Linked DNA regions of Ovis canadensis: region 1 is linked to region 2. A link is a contact called in public Hi-C data. All regions are on one chromosome and are shown on one strand. The core of a region is the stretch at or near the end of the contact, and the rest is flanking DNA. Distances in the headings are between cores, read along the strand shown. Region 1 holds the start of MTIF2 (mitochondrial translational initiation factor 2). Region 2 holds the start of CFAP36 (cilia and flagella associated protein 36).

Region 1 (4,183 bases), core at 1,340-3,839, 220 kb before region 2:
GATGGGATGTCGTACCAAGTATTCTGTAGATATTAACTATTACTGCTATTAATAGTCCTACCATTTTGTACGTCAGGAGAAGGCAATGGCACCCCACTCCAGTACTCTTGCCTGTAAAATCCCATGGACGGAGGAGCCTGGTAGGCTGCAGTCCATGGGGTCGCTAAGAGTCGGACACAACTGAGTGACTTCACTTTGACTTTTCACTTTCATGCATTGGAGAAGCAAATGGCAACCTACTCCAGTGTTCTTGCCTAGAGAATCCCAGGGATGGGGGAGCCTGGTGGGCTGCCGTCCATGGGGTTGCACAGAGTCGGACACGACTGAAGCAACTTAGCAGCAGCAACACTGACATACAATAACTTATAAGGGCTCTTTTTTCTTGAAACATCAACTAACCAAATCATAACTAGAGTGATTTTTTTCACACAAATTTGAACTCAGCTCTTTGCTAAACATCCTTTGTGGGGGCTAGAAGGGGATTATCCCTAGTTTAATATACAACTTCAAAACATGCTATATAAGGGGTCATTATCTGCCTTCTGTTAATCTCTCACTTCATCTCTTACAATCTTATAGTTGCCTCATGCCTACCTCCCAAATTTTTGTTGCTCTGTCCCACATATGATCTCTGATGGTCATCATCTAATCTTTGAACCTTTGCATATGCTTCCTCTACTTGGAAGTGTCTTTCAACCCTAAAATTTTCTGTTCTTCCATAGCTCTTTCCCAAAAAAGGATGTAACAGAGTGGGAAGAAGGCACCCAATAAATACCTACTGAATAACGTTTTCTGATTACTCTTGGATTTTTTTTTTTAAGATTTATTTATTTTTGCCTGTGCTGGTCTATGTTGCTGCTCATGGGCTGGCTCTAGTTGTAGTGAGTGGGGGCTACTCTCTAGTTGGGGTGCATAGGCTTCTCACTGTGGTGGCTTCTCTCACTGCAGAGCACAGCCTCTAGGCACAAGGGTTTCAGCAGCTGCACCACGTGAGATCTGCAGCTGTGACTGGGGAGCTCCAGAACACTGGCCCAGTAGTTGCAGTGCATGGGCCTAGCTGCTCCTTGGCATGTGGAATCATCCCGGACCAAGGATCAAACCTGTGTCTCCTGCAGTGGCAGTAGGATTCTTAACCATGAAACCAACAAGGAAGCCCCTGAATATTACTCTTCAGATGAAAGAAGAGTTTATTGAGAAACTCACAATCGAATTCAATAGTACAGCTCAGAAGTCAGTAGTACAGTCTTTTCCTCCTTGAGTCTTCTATTTCTTCTGATCACAAGACTGCATTTCTACAGCTTTGTTTTTCAGTGTTTAAAGCAAGAAGCAACTAAAAGAACATAAGAAGTACTACTTTTCTCCTCGGCAAACATTTCCTTAGCACCATCTTCTAGGGACTGCATTTGAGGTTGTTGATTCAAAGGTTAATAAGCCAGAGTCACTTCCTTTGGAGTTCACTGTCCCTAAAATGTTGCAGTATAATGATTCTTAAACACCTCAAGAATGGCACACTTAAACAATCTTATTTGGGTACATTTCCCAGGATGAAGTAGAATGCTCAGGAAGCATGGAATTCCTCGGGCAGGCAGGGGTGTGGATGGAGTAGATTTTTTTTTTTTTTTAATGAGTCTAAAACCAGATTTAACAAGGACACGAGTTAATGCAGTGGTAGGAAAGGTCCTTCATGGAGATTAACCAAAGCACAGATATTTCACTGAGGCAGATATTCGAAAAACACATGGGGGCGGCGGCGCGGGGCGGGGGGGGGGGGGGGGGCAATAAACCAAATACCCAAACTGGAAGGAAAACTTGCCACTTATTCCAAGCCTCTCGTTTTATAGAAAAGGAAAATGGAGTCCAGAAAGCTCAAAAAGCCTTCTCCAAAGTCATACCGCTAGTTACTGACAGGACTAGAACCCAAGCTTTCTGACTCCCAATTCCGGTGTTCCTTTGCCGCTAGGATATTCTTATTATGGAACCTGAAAAAAAAAAAGATGTTGGAAATAATGTAGTTGCGTTGGTCCAAACATCTGAATGAAACAGTTGAAAACCTTGGACTTTATGTGCAAGGTAAAAATACGTCACTATACAAGAATGATGGATCTAAGGTAGCTTCACCTGGAACCCTAGGCCAATAAGCCTTGAATACAGCGGAGGCGGGGGACGGGGCGCTCAAGGAAAGGAAGCAGCCCTCTGCTTCCGGCTGGATAACTCCTTCATCATGCCTAAAGCAGGGTCACGCACGGATTAGGTGCATCATGGAAAGGCTCCCGAATGCGCAATGTTTCTCATCTGTGCCGCTGACACTTCAGGCCAAACAATACAATACACGCCACCCAGTACGACCCGGCTAAGGGACCCACCCCTCGGCCCCTCACCTAGCTCCTACCTAGGACCCAGGGCTTCGGGATTCTGAAGGGGGCGGAGATCACCTTCCGGACCTGCAGGACAGTCAATCAGCCAGTCCGTCACTGAAACGGTCCCTCTCCGGCTTCCGTTGCCGCCGGAAGCGGCTCTACTCGGAATTCAGAAGTCCCTACTTCGGAACAGTAGCTGTAAAGTTTGTCGAAGGCGTACCGGTGTTGCTGTGCGTGGATGAATAATCGCTTTTACAAATCCCTTCCCCTTCCCTGGTGGCTCAGAGGTTAGACCGTCTGCCTGCAATATGGGAGACCGGGGTTCGATCCCTGGGTCGGGAAGAGTCCCCTGAAGAAGGAAATGGCAACCCACTCCAGTATTCTTGCCTAGAGAATCCCATGGACGGAGGAGCCTGGTGGGCTACAGTCCATGGAGTCGCAAAGAGTCGGACACGACTGAGCGACTTCACTTTCACTTCCTAGAAAGTAAATTACTGCAATTCTGGGGCCGTGAGTGTCCTCCATGCGTACGCTCAAGGGAAAGTTAAACGGGGAAATGTGGGAGAAATAAGTCCTTAAAACACATACTTCCAAAAAGGGAGAAATGCAAGGGAAAGCGGTGATAGAGTTAGTGATGAGGAAGGAGCGCTTTCTCTTTTAAAAGTCGCTTCCTGTGGGTGGTATTTGAAGTGGTAAAGCTAGAGTGGGCCCCAATCCCAGTTCATTCCCAGCGGTGACTCGGGGACCTTTATGTAAACTCCCTGTGCTGCAGTTTTGCAATATGGTAACAATACTGGAGTGGATAGCCATCCATTCCCTTCTTTAAGGGATCTTTCTGACCCAGAGATCGCACCTGGGTCTCCTGCATTGCAGACAAAGCCCTGGTAATGGTGGTGGTTTTGTCCCTAAGTCGTGTCCAACTCTTGCAACCCCATGGACTGTAGTCTGCCAGGCTCCTCTGTCCACGGGATTCTCAAGCAAGAATACTGGAGTGGGTTGCCATTTCCTTCTCCAAAGGATATTCCCGACCTGGATGTTAAACTCGGGTTTCCTGCATTGCAAGCAGATTCTTTTTTACCAACTGAGCTATGAGGGAAGCCCCATGGTAATAATAATAGCTGCTTAGTAAGATAGCAGTAGCAGGAAGGTTCATAAAGTAGCTGGTTCATAAGGGTTTGCTGTTGTGATTATTAGCTTCCTCCCAGAACATTTCCACACCTTGATGGGACATTGTCTTCTGGCTTGTCACCTTGACCTCAACCGCCACTATTCTCAAGTCTTAAGTATTGTTTTATTTCTGTCCTCAAGGTCTAACACTACCCTAGGCTAATGATGTAGGTATATTAGAGTTTCTTACTGTTATCTGATTTCTCCCTCCCTAGTGTGGACTCCTAACTCATGCCCTATCCCCCCTAGTGTGGACTCCTAACTCATGCCCTATCCCCCCTAGTGTGGACTCTTAACTCATGCCCTATCCCCCCTAGTGTGGACTCCTAACTCATGCCCTATCCCCCCTAGTGTGGACTCTTAACTCATGCCCTATCTCTTTTTTTGTTTGTCTCCCCAGTGTCACCACAAAGATGTGTAGGCAGTGTTGCTGAATGATTGAATGGAAACCTCTGTCTAGAAAATCTTTTTAATGAACCTAACACACTTGAAAACTACTGAAGTGCGTTTCAGTTTGCTATCATTTTACTTACCTTTCACACTCACTGAAGTGCAATTTCTGTAAGAAATTCTTTGCTCTCTCTGCCTTGCCAAATAGTTAAGAAGCAGAAATTGATTGGCAGAACATCAAAGTAATGGTCATACCATTCTCCCCAATA
Region 2 (4,033 bases), core at 180-2,679:
TTTAAAGGAATACTGACTTTGATTTTACTCCTGAAAAATTCCTAATTCTAGTTATTTCTATAAAACTCAGCAGTGGCCACAGGACTGGAAAAGGTCAGTTTTCATTCCAATCCCAAAGAAAGGCAATGCCAAAGAATGCTCAAACTACCACACAATTGCACTCATCTCACACACTAGTAAAGTAATGCTCAAAATTCTCCAAGCTGGGCTTCAGCAATACCGGAACCCTGAACTTCCAGATGTTCAAGCTGGTTTTAGAAAAGGCAGAGGAACCAGAGATCAAATTGCCAACATCCGCTGGATCATGGAAAAAGCAAGAGAGATCCAGAAAAACATCTATTTCTGCTTTACTGACTATGCCAAAGCCTTTGACTGTGTGGATCACAATCAACTGTGGAAAATTCTGAAAGAAATGGGAATACCAGACCACCCGACCTGCCTCTTGAGAAACCTATATGCGGGTCAGGAAGCAACAGTTAGAACTGGACATGGAACAGACTGGTTCCAAATAGGAAAAGGAGTAGTCAAGATGTATGTTGTCACCCTGCTTATTTAACTTATATGCAGAGTACATCATGAGAAACGCTGGACTGGAAGAAGCACAAGCTGGAATCAAGATTGCTGGGAGAAATATCAAGAACCTCAGATATGCATATGACATCACCCTTATGGCATAAAGTGAAGAGGAACTAAAAAGCCTCTTGATGAAAGTGAAGGAAGAGAGTGAAAAAGTTGGCTTAAAGCTCAACATCCAGAAAACGAAGATCATGGCATCTGGTCCCATCACTTCATGGGAAATAGATGGGGAAACAGTGGAAACAGTGTCAGACTTTATTTTGGGGGGCTCCAAAATCACTGCAGATGGTGACCGCAGCCATGAAATTAAAAGACGCTTACTCCTTGGAAGGAAAGTTATGACCAACCTAGAGAGCATATTCAAAAGCAGAGACATTACTTTGCCAACAAAGGTCCCTCTAGTCAAGGTTATGGCTTTTCCAGTGGTCATGTATGGATGTGAGAGTTGAACTGTGAAGAAAGCTGAGTGCCGAAGAAGTGATGCTTTTGAACTGTGGTGTTGGAGAAGACTCTTGAGATTCCCTTGGACTGCAAGGAGATCCAACCAGTCCATTCTAAAGGAGATCAGCCCTGGGATTTCTTTGGAAGGAATGATGCTGAGGCTGAAACTCCAGTACTTTGGCCACCTCATGCGAAGAGTTGACTCACTGGAAAAGACTGATGTTGGGAGGGATTGGGGGCAGGAGGAGAAGGGGACGACAGAGGATGAGATGGCTGGATGGCATCACTGACTCGATGGACACGAGTCTGAGTGAACTCCGGGAGTTGGTGATGGACAGGGAGGCCTGGCGTGCTGCGATTCATGGAGTCGCAAAGAGTCGGACACGACTGAGCGACTGAACTGAACTGACTGACGCCGTAAAGACTCGCTGGCAGCTACGGGATGCAAACTGGCGCTGGGACAATCAGCAAATCTTACAGAAACTGCTTTCCTCGGGTTTGTATTTTCAAAAATCAACCTTTCAATTACAAACGTGTCTGGCTCAGCGGGTCGGAAAATGGTCGGGAGTGAGCGGTGGGGATACAACCGTGAACTGAAGCCTTTAAAACCTTCAGTCAGAGACCAGGTGAGGCGGGCCTTCGTGGCGCCATTTCTTATCCTTGGTCCCACGGACTTCTCCCGTGAGAACATTGAGATTCCTTCCAGGATTTCCAGCCAATGGCTACAACAGCTCCGGCCCAATGAGATGAAGGCTATCTTTCGACTGGCTTCTACTCCTTCCCAGCCAATCGGAAACATTCTTCAAATGCCACTTTCTAAGCTGCGCAGGCTCTGAGGAAGCTGGCTTCACTTCCGGGCGGCTGCCGGAGGCCGCTCCTTTTGTTGCCATAGCGACCGTTTTACGTTAAGTGGTTTGTAGATTTTAGCCAGGTGACTGCGGAGACTGCTGGGGCACATCGTTTCCCTGTCCTCTCGGTTCCTTGCGGCCGAAAGGCCTTCTAGGATCCGGGGATCTGGCCTAGGCTTCCGCGGCGCCCCGTGGGGGCGGAATGGCCGCGGAAGAAGAGGATGAGGTGGAATGGGTGGTGGAGAGCATCGCGGGATTCCTGCGGGGCCCGGACTGGTCCATCCCCATCTTGGACTTCGTGGAGCAGAAATGTGAAGGTAAAATATGAATCTCGAATCGTCAGTCCTTGCTCACCTCTCTCACACCAACAGCCTCTCCACACACCGCCTCTCATCTCCTCGATCTCCCCTCCTGTCGACCAGGTTTAGAGCTGGATTTTTAGAATGTGTTGCTGTCACCGCGCCTGTCTTTTCCACGGTGATGAAAAGGGGGACGACATACCTCTCCCCGCTGGGCCCAAGCACGCATTCGAAAAACAGTAGACTTTAGTGCTGTGTTGGGCCTCCCACTCCATCCTGCACCTTTCTGCCTTGGCCAGGTGACTGTGGGTTTCTTTCTTCATCAGCTTCCCCAGTGACTTGGGAGGAGAGATGTCAGTTTGCTTCAGAGTTCCTTCTGATTCCAACTGTTGGCCAAAAAGTGGGTGGGCGAGGGATATGTGGTTACTCCGGTAGCCCTAGAGCAGGTAATCTCGGTGGCCTGTATTGCCCTTTTTGAGCTCTCTGTCTCGGTTATACCAAAAATGGAGGGTATCTTCCAACAAATGAGATATGAAGACGTGGCATAACGTTCCCTGTGAGGAAAGAGTACCTCCAGATTCTGGAGCTTTGCATTCAGTTCTTAGAGATAGTTTGGAGTCCATTTATGGAAAAGGAACCAGAAGCGATGTCATAAGAGTAATTTAAGGCTGTTGTCCTGGTTGTTTAGCTGGCCAAGACCTTAAGGGTAGTAATATCCATTACGAACGTCTGTCGTATGTTGGAGGGGTTAGACTTGTTTTTTTTTAAGGTTCAGTGGGCTAGAGCTAGCGTCCGTGGGTACAAGCTAGAGGTAAACAAATTTCTGTGAAGGAAGTGCTTCATAACAGATAGTATCCTGGATAAATCGCCCGTCTCGGAAGGTAATGAGTTCCCTAGGCGTTAGCAGTGTTTGAATGAATCTGATAGCACCTTAATGGAGTTATTACAGAGGGGAATTCAAATGTCAAATGGTTGGTTATCATGAATGATCTGTTAAGAGTCCTTTCAACCTTAAGTTTCCATGAATCTGGTAAAGATGAAATTTACTTTGACCACTGAATCTTTTCATTACATTCTCATTGCCATGAGCAACATTCAAATAGTATTTACTAGGTATTGTTCTCGCAGGTAATTTTTAAAAGAAGTTCAAAATAACTTTTATTTCTGCTCTATTAAAGAATTTAAAATGCTATTCTGAGACTGAGGAAGCATTTGGTGTTCTGATCTCCTTTAGGAGAAAAAAGAAATTATGTCACCGTTTGATTCCACTTATCCCACTGAACCTAAATGCTGAAATGGCAAAAAAAAAAAAAAAATTTTTTTTTTATTCCCACACTTTAAAAGTGGCTGCATCTCAGCTATAACATAGCTGATTGTGTAATTTTATAGGGAAATAGTAATCTTCAGACTTGTAAACATGTAATGTAGTAATTTGGCTTCAAAATTATCTGAAAACAGGTTTATTAGCTGCTATATTGCATGTATGCCCAGTGCTATGTAGAATAGATGCCACGAGAAATGGAAGTAACATTTCAGTGGCACTTGAAATAATAGTGTTTATATTTCACTGACTTTGGTTTGTTAATGAGGTATTCTTCACCTTAGGTAATTTAAAAATTAGTTTTATATAACTTTGTAAATATCAGCATTTATTTCAACATTTATTGAGTGTCTTTGAGCCAGAAGTTGAGGTTAGAAAAGTTAATAAAACAAATCTTTGTCCTTGAGAAGTTTATAATTTGGTGGGGAAGACAAGCAGGTAAATGGACTTTAAATATAGTGTGACCAGATGTTATTATAAAGGTGGACATATGGTGCTGTGTATTCAAATAGTTCTGAGGAAGGAATCTGAATAGCCAAGGGAGTTGG

The links. Hi-C and Micro-C count contacts between places; a contact is called where the count stands out from the background.
Region 1: a Hi-C map of lung shows a contact between it and region 2, with 2.2 times the contacts expected there. The contact joins the promoter of MTIF2 here to the promoter of CFAP36 in region 2. A contact is called at or near these places in 2 of 2 Hi-C or Micro-C datasets (fibroblasts and lung).

What each region holds. Positions count from the first base shown.
Region 1 is chr3:68,916,847-68,921,029 of ARS-UI_OviCan_v2, reverse strand. It overlaps MTIF2 (mitochondrial translational initiation factor 2), which reads right to left and starts at 2,589. Exons shown (of 15, transcript XM_069583300.1): 1 at 2,390-2,589; 2 at 1,893-1,979. LOC138436932 (prolyl-tRNA synthetase associated domain-containing protein 1) reads left to right here and starts at 2,196. Exons shown (of 4, transcript XM_069583306.1): 1 at 2,196-2,587.
Region 2 is chr3:68,696,169-68,700,201 of ARS-UI_OviCan_v2, reverse strand. It overlaps CFAP36 (cilia and flagella associated protein 36), which reads left to right and starts at 1,429. Exons shown (of 10, transcript XM_069583291.1): 1 at 1,429-2,182. The coding sequence starts at 2,068.